2 separate regions of the Callithrix jacchus genome follow, and region 2 is linked to region 1. Evidence: chromatin contacts called from public Hi-C data. All regions are on one chromosome and are shown on one strand. The core of a region is the stretch at or near the end of the contact, and the rest is flanking DNA. Distances in the headings are between cores, read along the strand shown. Region 1 holds the start of CEP20 (centrosomal protein 20). Region 2 overlaps ABCC1 (ATP binding cassette subfamily C member 1 (ABCC1 blood group)).

Region 1 (5,209 bases), core at 2,514-5,013:
AGGTTCTGCTTGTCACTAACAACCCCTGGTCTAGAAAGATGATTAAAGAAAACAACTATACTGGGCGAGGTAGCTCACACCTGTAATCCCAGCACTTTGGGAGGCCAAGGTGGGCAGATTACCTGAGGTTAAGAGTTCAAAATCAGCCTGACCAATGTGGAAAAACCCTGTCTCTACTAAAAAAATACAAAATTAGCCAGGTGTGGTGGTGCATGCCTGTAGTCCTAGCTACTCAGGAGGCTGAGGTAGGAGAATCGCTTGAACTCGGGAGGCAGAGGTTGCGGTTAGCTGAGATTGTGCCACTGCACTCCAGACTCCGTAAAGAGAGCAAAACTCTGTCTCAAAAACAAAAAAGAAAGAAAGAAAGACAGAGAGACAGAGAGAGCGAGCGAGCGAGCGAGTGAGCGAGAGAGCGAGCGAGCGAGCGAGCGAGCAAGCAAGCAACTACATTCCATAAAAGGAGTCTGTTGGGTTACTGTATAAAAACCTTTTATATCCAGAACACTTTAGGGAGCGAAAAGGTGTTTTGGGTTTTTCATTGTTGTTTTAAAGACAACTATGAGTTATTTCCTCAGAACAGCAGGATTCTGAAATTTTAAACCTGAATGGAAATATAAGATGTGACTATATCAATGCCATCTTAATGAGTCAGGGATGTATACACAGAATGTAACTTAAATTATTGAGTGGCCAGAGTCACCATGACAAAGCAGTTCTGATCGTAGGATTTGGCTGTACATACTTAGTATAGATAATGGGGATCTTTGGACTGAATTGGCACCATCCTTTGTAGTGGTCTGGAACCTTCTATTTTCCAACAGAAAACAGAAACAGAAGTTGGCTAAACGACAACTTCAGACAATCAATACAACTCTTCCACAGAGCCTGGAACACGGAGAGAGCTCAGCAGGTTATAGGAGCATTATAATACAGTGCTGGACACCACTGGGAAATCACTGTAGTTTAATACTGTTCTGCGCCCCGTCAAAGGCACCAGATAAGTACACCACAGTAACAAAAATCCATAAAGACAGTCCAGGAGCTTATTCAAGTCAGTATGGACATAAGATATTTTTAAGCTTCAATAAATAACATCAACAATAATCCTGGATCATAAGACTAAAGAGATACAATCTTTACTGACTTTTGACCTTTCTTTCCCCTCATTTTTAAAGCATCCCTTCAACCTTCTTGGAGACAGGTTAAGTAGAGTTATCACCCGATCAGACTTTTAACAGGCCCATAAAAGGAAGGTACAGGCTTATTGCACTCTTAAGATCATAAATGAACCCCTATTCTCTAATTCCATCTTTGGAAATTAGATGGAGAGATTTTTGTCATTGGCAAGGATCCTGTCCCAATTACTCTGTATTACACACAGTACAGCCTTGAACTGGCCAGAGAAACGAGAATTAATGACAGCAGAGCGAGGAAACCTAGCATGCCTCATCAGCACCTCAGTGGTAGATTACCCACCCATGCCTCAGTTGCCTTCTCCAACATAATTAGCTCTACCTCTCAGAAACAGAACCAAATAAAGAGGAAAAATGGGTACAGTGGCTCATGCACTTCCCAGCACTTTGGGAAGGCAAAGTGGGCGGATCACAAGGTCAGGAGATGAAGACCATCCTGGACAACATGGTGAAGCCCCATCTCTACTAAAAATACAAAAGTTAGCTGGGTGTGGTGGCGGAGGCCTGTAATCCCAGCTACTTGGGAGACTGAGGCAGGAGAATCTCTTGAACTCGTCAGGTGGAGACTGTAGTGAGCCGAGATTGTGCCACTGCATTCCAGCCTGGTGACATGGCAAGACTCCATCTCAAAAAAAAAAAAAAAAAGGGTAAAAGCCCATAAAATGTAAGACAACTGGCTGGCAAACAAGTTTGCACCGGGTTTCTTCTGGAGGTCCATATCATTTTACCTTTCCCTCTATTATTTATGCTTAGATACCTGGGCCATCAAAACTTCTTCAGAAAGGTCTTAACCTTGCTTATATTTCAAGAGTATATATATTTTTTTAATTTAAATTTTTATTTACTGAGACAAGGTCTCATTTTGTTGCCCAGACTGGAGTGCAGCAGCATCAGTGTACCTCACTGTCACTTCTACCTCCAGGGCTCAAGCCATCTCCTGTCTCAGCCTCTGGAGTAGCTGGGACTACAGGCACAGGCCACTATGCCCAGCTCTTTTTTTGGGGGGTGGGGGTAAAGATGGGATCTCCCTATATTAGGTAGGCTGGTCCTAAACTCCTGGGCTCAAACAATCCTCCCGAAGTGTTAGGATTACAGCCATGAGCCACTGTGCTTGGCCCATTCCAAGTGTACCTTTAAAACCTCTGAAATGGTATGCAATATTACATGTGATGTGTATTTCCTTGGGAACACGGTCTACAGATTGTTCTTGTGGCCAGAGGCATGCCTGTTTCATGACTGTTCACCAGCCCTGCACCCCAAATACACACTTTTATACTTGCCTCCTCTCTAAAATCTCTAAGAATTGCTGGTTTAAACCCTGACTTCCCTGCAAACTGGAACTGTTTTTATTCACTGGACAGCAGTATGGCTCAGTGTTTAAGGCCGGACACACCAGTGCATCACAACTAGGTTCCCATGCTCTGTCTCTTTCCAGCAAAATCACTTTGGGCTATTTCACCTCTCAGCACCTCAGTTTCCCAATCTATGAAATGGGCATAGGGTTGTTACATGGAAACAATTAGGTAACACAAGGGCTGAGTAGTGCCTGACACATGAGGCTCAATTGTAACTATTATTACTATTTCTTGTCTGGACATCTGCTTCAAAGTAAAGTGTACATATGTCATTGGTGAATCGCACTTAAGTAGCTTAGAATATCTTTTCCTGAAAAGACAGGAGAATCGCCAGGCCAGCAAACTTTTTGCCTTTAGTTTCTCCCGATGAAAAAGGGGCCAGATGCTCACGCCTGTAATCCCAGCACTTTGAGGGGTCCAAGGCGGGAGGATCGCTTGGGACCAGGAGTTCAAGACCAGCCTGGGCAACACAGCAAGACCCCGTGTCTGCAAAAAACAGAAAAATTAGCTGGGCAAGGTGAGGAGCGCCTGTATTCCCACTTGCTCCGGAAGCTGAAATGACAGGATAGTTGGAATCATGGAGTTCGAGGCTGCAGTGAGCTGTGATCGCGCCACTGCACTCCAACCTGGGTGGCAGAAAGAGACTCTCTCTTCGGGAAAAAAAAAAAAGAAAGAAAAGAAAAGGCGGGGAAGGGAGGGCTACTTAACAGGTTGTTGTAAGTATCCAACAAAATCCTTACAATTTGCCCCAAGCAAATTGTTTAGGGCAGTGCCTAACCCAATAGGAGTTGTGGGAATTGTAGTCATTAACTCTGAGTGCCAAGCCTGGTCCAAGCCCTCCAGCCCCCGGCAGGTTACAAGAAGATGCGCCAGGGGCCCAACATGCAGCCCTGTAGGCTTCTTAGACGCCTGCAGATTATGCGACTCCTGCTTTGCCTCCAAACTGGCTTAAAACTCGCCAGCGGACAACCACTTCCCTCTGAGAACTCCCCGAGCAGGGACCAAAACAGCAGCCGGCCGCTCCCCAAAGGCCCTCACAACGAAGAATGACCACGGAAAAAGCCAACCCTTGTGTTCCGCGCGCTCCCCTCCCGTCCCATCCTTTCCACAAAATGAAGGCTCGACGCTACCCAGGCGGAGGCCTCCTTGCTGGCACTCACCAGCCTTCAACTCTGCGACAGTCGCCATTTTTCAACGGCCGCCAGGGGCGCGCCTCGGCCCTGCGCACGCGCAGCTCCGCCCCACTCGCTCCGCGGCGAGGTCTGTAGCCAATAGGCCCACAGCTATGGCCCCGCCTAGTTCCGCTTCTCTCAGTTTATGCTCTCCGCGGTTGGGTGGGTGGTAAACGTCAACCAGAGACTCCACCAATCAGCGAGCGCTCTCGGAGTGCCCTGTGAGTGAAAAAGGAGGGAAGTCCGGGAGTGAGGCAGTTGCGAGCCTTTAGCTGTGGGTGCTGCTGGTACCTTAGTACTTTAAGTGTAGCCAGATGAGCTTTGCTTTGTCTCTGCAGCCTCAAGTACTAACTGCTAATAGTTACCACCTATTAAACCTGCGGTTCTCAAACTCGAGCATGAATCCGCATCACCTGGAAAACTTGTTTAACCAGATTGCTTGCTGGGTCCCCCCACCCCCCTAGAATTTCTGATTCTGTAAATCTGGGGTGAGGCCCTAGAATTTGCATCTCTATAAAGTTCCCAGGTGGTACTGGTGCTGCGGGTCTGGGGATCACATCTGGAGAACCACAGTATTAAGCACTTACTATGACGCCTTGGCGCATTATTTCCTTGTGATCAGGTCCTTTTTACAGAGAAGGAAACTGAGTCCTCCATAGCTGAAGAGACTTAGCGAAGATCACGGGTCTGTTCTCTTCCACTTGCACTTACACAGTGCACGTAAGGAGTCCAGGAGCTTTTTGTGGAACTAACTGATGAAGGAAGAAGCTCTAACTTCCCATGGAAATAAAAAAAAAGGAACACGGGAATAATGTGCCCTAAACTGAGTGTGAGGTTGCATGATTCCAGTTGTATAGCCAGGAAGATCCAAACACTTGGCTAAATAAGAAGCATCAATTAGGAGTACACCTAAGAGCGGCCGGGCACGGTGGCTCACACCTGGAATCCCAGCACTTTGGGATGCCGAGGCGGCAGGCTGAGGTAAGGAGGTCGAGACCAGCCTGGCCAGCCTGGTGAAACCACATCTCTACTAAAAATAACAACAATAATAATAATAAATTAGCAGGGTGTGATAGCAGGTGCCTGTAATCCCAGCTACTCGGGAGGCTGAGGCACAAGAACAGCTTGAACCTGAGAGGCAGAGGTTGCAGTGAGCTGAGAACACCCCCCTGCACTCCAGCCTGTGTGACAGAGTGAGACTCTGTCTTACAAAAAAAAAGTACACCTAAGAGCAAGGAAACCTCTTTCCCAGGAACCTCCATCATACTTTTGGTTCCATGCCTATTGCTTTTAAAAATTGATATATTGACCGGGTGCAGTGGCTCATCCCTGTAATCCCAGCACTCTGGGAGGCCAAGGAGGGAGGATTGTTTGAGATCAGCTTGGGCGATGCAAGATCCCATCTCTCCAAAATAAATACAAAAAATTAGCTGGGCATGGAAGTGCATGCCTGTAGGCCCAGTTACTCAAGAGGCCAAAGAGGGAGGAT
Region 2 (5,220 bases), core at 765-3,264, 210 kb after region 1:
TCCAAAACTGTGCCGTTACTTACCCCTAAAGAATTAACTGCAGCACAATTGCCAGTAAGGTTGTTTAGATGAGAGCATTTCAGCTGCAATGCAAAATAGGAGTCAGAATCCATGAGGTTCGCCTTATCTCAGACCAGGCTGCACAGCCGTTCAGGTGGCGTCCAGGAGGCCTTGCTTCAGTCATCCTGCCCCTGCGACCCACCACAGTGTGGCCCAGTGATTGATGAGAAAAGACAGCGATGGAATCAGAGCGAGTAGGTCCAGTTCCCAGAGTCTCGTTAGTCCCCTTGAAATTGCTGCCAGCTTTATTTTTTACATTTGCCAAAAAATGTTATCTGTGTTCATACGCCAGCTGGAGAATTTCCCGGAAGACTTGAAAAGAACAAAACAGGGCAAATGCAATGTTGAAGGCAACTTAAATACCTGCCGATAGCAGGACCCTGGGTACACCATGGAGCGATGTGGCTTCGAGCAGGGGTCATTAGAAGACACTGTTATTACAGCACCAAGGATTTTATTTTTCAACAACAAAGGAAAGGATTTCAGCAAAGGGCCAAGTTGTGTGCGCACTGTCATCACTGAGACAAAATGCACGATGTGTGTGGGCAGGACTGGAGGGGAGGCAGATACGTGAAAACATCATCTTTTTAAGGGTTGAGATCATAGGATAATTAATTTTTAATCACTTTTGGCTAAATGTACATTTATCCTCTTATCAGGCAATCTCATTCCTAAGCGTATATGGGGGAAAAAAAAAAAGAAAAGGCAGCGCTTAGAATGTACTTAGCATCTAGATTCATGATCACCGCAAACTAGAAACAACTCAAATGTCCATTAACAGGACTGTGAGAAATAAATTGTGATATAATTATATAGTTTATGACTGAGTAGTAAAAAGGAATGAAATGCTCATATACAAAATCGTTTGGGTTTATCTCATAGATATTCAGTGCTGAAAAGAAGTCAGACACAAAAGAGCGTGTCCTGTGGGATTTCCTTTATATGAAGCTCAGCCGGGTATGGTGGCTCATGCTTGTAATTCCAGCACTTTGGGAGGGTGAGGCGGGAGGATCACTTGCAAGACAAGCCTGGGCAACATGGGAAAACCTGGTCTCTATAGAAAATACAAAAATTAGCTTCGTGTGGTAGCAGGTAGTCCCAGCTGCTTGGGAGGCTGAGGTGGAAGGGTCTCTTGAGTCTGGGTGGCGGAGGTTGCAGTGAGTTAAGGTTGTGTCACTGCACTTCAGCCTTGGTGACAGAGCAAGTTGTCTCAAAAAAAAAAAAAAAAATCAATAGAGTAGGTGGATCCCCTGAGGTCAGGAGTTTGAGACCAGCCTGGCCAACATGTTGAAACCCTGTCTCTACTGAAAATACAAAAATGAGCCGGGTGTGGTGGCAGGCACCTGCAATTTCAGCTACTTGGGAGACTGAGGCAGGAGAATTGGTTGAACCCAGGAGGCAGAGATTGCAGTGAGCTGAGATCATGTCACTGCACTCCAGCCTGGGTGATAGAATGAGACTCTGTCTCAAAGAAAAAAAAAAATCAGATCATTCTTGAACAAATATCTGTCTCAGGTTAGATTTTTCCAGTAAATAAGGTTCAGAGGCAGAGGCAAGTGGAGGAAATTGAACAGGTAACACACTTCAGGGCGACTTGCATCTGGACTTTTGAGAAAGACAGCTGGTGAGAGAGGAAGGAGGGTGGTCCCAGGTAAGATGGCGGCAGATCACCTGGGCTTTCAGCCATGCAGAGGGGTCTGGATTTCACGGCAGGGAGGATGGAAACAGCTGGAGGAGAAATAATATCTGATCTACATTCCAGAAATTGGCAGAACAGCTGTTTTGAGAGTGTCTGGGGTTGTGCGGTGCCTGGGTTCACTTACAGAGTTTCTGGGGCCCCAGAGGGCTCTCCATCTGTGGGTTCCGGTTCACTCCCGTGCTGCCACCCAGAAAGAAGCTGCCAACTACAGAGGCCTCGTAAAAGCCACCTGCTGCTATTGATGCTCTCTGTTGGACTCTGCCCCAAAGTGGCCCAGTACATCTGGCCCAGGGCAGGAGGCAGGGAGGCCAAGTTCCTAGCAGCCTTCCTTAGTTTTCCCCGCTCTGCTGTTGATAAGCAATTGTAGGTGTCTTTGGGAATCAGGAACCCCATACTCAGCAGTTTCTTTTGCATAGATGAGGAAACCTAGGCTAGGAGAGCACACGTGTCCTCAAACCACCAGCCCAGCATCTGTTCCACAGCTCCTCAAAACTTCGAGAGGGTGGTAGCTTTTGTTCTGAATCTAACGAGACTCATCAGGTGGCTCTTGGTGCCTGGCACTGGCGGAATGCCCAGGTTGGGGCAGGCAGAGCAGATGAGGCATCTGCCCAGCAGGTGGGTGGAGCTGCTGGTGAAATGTCATCGCAGCCCAGGAACTAGGACACTGAGCCCGGAGATGGTGCCCATGTTGGAGGATGGGAGGGGCTCCGACAGGAAGTGACATTTGTGCTCTCATCTGCTGGGTGATAAGGAATGGCCCAGAAGGGACAGAGACAGTGGTGGAGGCAGGCAGCCTGCCTGTAGGGAAGGAAGGGGAGAGGAGAGTTACAGAACCAGGTGAGTGGGGAAAGCATGGTTGGCACCTCTGAGAGCATTGGGAGGCCATCAAGGGAGACAGGTGATGAGATTTGCCATGTCCTCGTGGGCATCTCAGCTGAGCTGAGAGTGCTGGGCACCGGCCATTACCTGGCCAGTCACTCTTGAGGGCATGTGATCAGCAGGCAGAATTCTGTCCTTAATGATTACGGTAGTCACCATGGAATGGAGTGCTTCCTGTTAGGTCAAACTATGTGAAATTGCTAATACTCATTTCTTATCTACAGAAACAGCCGTATCTTATGGTTCACCCTAATATGACCGGGCATTGTGCTGAGTGACATCATGTATGTCTGTATGATTTATGGAATAATGTGTATTTACATGCAAATTTACATCAGAAGTATGACTGTCTAATTTTTGCATGTCACCGTTACAATCACCCTGTGAAGTAAGCCCTGATTTTGTTTTGTTTTGTTTTTTTAAATTAATTTTCCATTTTTGTAGAGATGGTGTTATGCCATGTGCCTGGGCTGGTCTCAAACTCCCGGCCCCAAGTGATCTCCCCGCTCGCCCTCCCGAAGTGTGGGTATTACAAGTGTGAGCCACCACACTGGCTGAGCAACCATCATCCTTCCCATTTTACAGATAAGGAAACTGAGGCTTAGAGAAACAGGGTGTTAGCCAATCAGTAGTTGAGTCAGGATTTGAACTGAGGTCTGGTTGACCTCAAAGCCTGTGCTAAAACCACGCTGCTGGTTCCAGAAAACACTAGAGGTTAAAGGCTTCAGAGAGGCTGTGCAGGGTAGAGGGTAGTGCTTTAAGCCCAGATAGTCTGGGTCTGAATCACAGCTCTGCGCCTTGCTAGCCACATGGTGAAACATGGTGACCTTGGGGAGGAGATTAAACTAGCTTCTTTGTGCCTTAGTTTACCCATCATATACAGGAATCAGCACCTCATAGGTTTTTTTGTGAGGATTGAATGAACTGATGGTTGTAAAAATGCTAAGAACAATGCCTGGGGCTGTGGGCTTTGCACAGGCATGAGCTCCTATTGTCACTGTCCTGATTGTTGTCGAGGCCTCACCAGGTGAGCAGACACCCCTGTGAGAGTAGCCTGGCTCTGACATGGTGCCTCCTGGAGGTGTCGGTTCTGTCTAGACTTTCTCCAGCTCAGCCCTGGGAGGATGGATGGAGGAACTTTCATCAATTCCCTGTGTCCGTTCTCTACCCTAGAGGTTCTACGTGGCCACCTCCCGGCAGCTGAAGCGCCTCGAGTCGGTCAGCCGCTCCCCCGTCTATTCCCATTTCAATGAGACCTTGCTGGGGGTCAGCGTTATTCGGGCCTTCGAGGAGCAGGAACGCTTCATCCGCCAGAGTGATCTGAAGGTGGACGAGAACCAGAAGGCCTATTACCCCAGCATCGTGGCCAACAGGTGGGCATGGTGGGACCCGCAGGAGGGGGCGAAGGAGGTACCTGAGCACCTTGTTCCTTTGCTTCCATCTCATCCTTGTACCTTGGGCTGGGTGTAAAGGCAAATCTGGGCCTTGGCAGAAAGGATGGAGAGGCTTGAAGATTGTCAGCGGCAGGCTCTGCTATTGAGTGTCTTCACACTGCTGTTTCTGTCTGGGGGTCATGCATCCCTGGATGAAGTGTGTCAGAAGCAATTCGCTAATATTAAGCTGAACCATATGAGATTGTCATCTTATGGGCCAGATGTCATGGCTCATGCCTGTAATCCCAGTACCTTGGGGTCCGAGGCAGGAGGATCCCTTGAGGCCAGGAATTCAAGGCCAGCCTGGGCAACATAGCAAGACTCCCATCTTTCTCTCTAAGAAAAAAAAAAAAGCCTCTGATGGTGGTGTGTGCCTGTAGTCCCAGCTTCTCGAGAGGCTGAGGCTGAGGCTGGAGGCTCATCTGAGCCCAGGAGTTTGAAGAGCTATGATTGTACCACTGCATTCCAGCCTGAGTGGTACAGTGAGACCCTGTCTCTGGGGGAAAAAAGGAGAGGGGGGAGGGCCGGGCGCGGTGGGGAGGCTGAGGCGGGTGGATCATGAGGTCAAGAGATCGAGACCATCCCGGTCAACATGGTGAAACCCCGTCTCTACTAAAAATACAAAAAATTAGCTGGGCGTGGTGGCGCGTGCCTGTAATCCCGGCTACTCGGGAGGCTGAGGCAGGAGAATTGCCTGAACCCAGGAGGCGGAGGTTGCAGTGAGCCGAGATCGCGACATTGCACTCCAGCCTGGGTAACGAGCGAAACTCCGTCTCAAAAAAAAAAAGGAGAGGAGGGTGAGGGATTGACCTCTTGTGGATCACAGATAATACCATCAGTCCAAAGGAGGCAGAAGTTTGCTAATTATTTGCTGAATTTAGAGAAGTGTCTGACTTACCCCTAAAATAGAATCCCTCTCACCCATTTGCATCCTGATAGACTCTTATGAAGCAGAAGCAGCACCCCAGAGGTGACCCATAACATCAGCCCATCTCACACACTCTACTCCCATAGTGTAAGTCTGGGCAGGCCAACACTGAATGACGAGAGACCTTGACTTTCCTCGCACAGTTTTTAGGTAGGGGTTTGTCACGGTCGAGCTGTGTCTGTCAGAGTAGGAGGATCAGTCACATGGTTCATAAGTGCTGC

Evidence for each region. Hi-C and Micro-C count contacts between places; a contact is called where the count stands out from the background.
Region 2: a Hi-C map of skeletal muscle shows a contact between it and region 1, with 4 times the contacts expected there. The contact joins the enhancer-like site here to the promoter of CEP20 in region 1. A contact is called at or near these places in 2 of 3 Hi-C or Micro-C datasets (both in skeletal muscle).

The regions. Positions count from the first base shown.
Region 1 is chr12:13,813,647-13,818,855 of calJac240_pri, forward strand. CEP20 (centrosomal protein 20) reads right to left here and starts at 3,764. Exons shown (of 4, transcript XM_054242599.2): 1 at 3,709-3,764. The coding sequence starts at 3,736.
Region 2 is chr12:14,029,802-14,035,021 of calJac240_pri, forward strand. ABCC1 (ATP binding cassette subfamily C member 1 (ABCC1 blood group)) reads left to right here. Exons shown (of 31, transcript XM_078344692.1): 24 at 3,812-4,011. Among named protein-coding and RNA genes, the nearest start is that of ABCC6, 110 kb to the right of the region's middle. Within about 2 kb of position 2,015, at least 2 of the 16 cell types and tissues checked have an H3K27ac peak or open chromatin away from gene starts, as enhancers often do. A contact at or near this core is called in skeletal muscle, where this site is marked.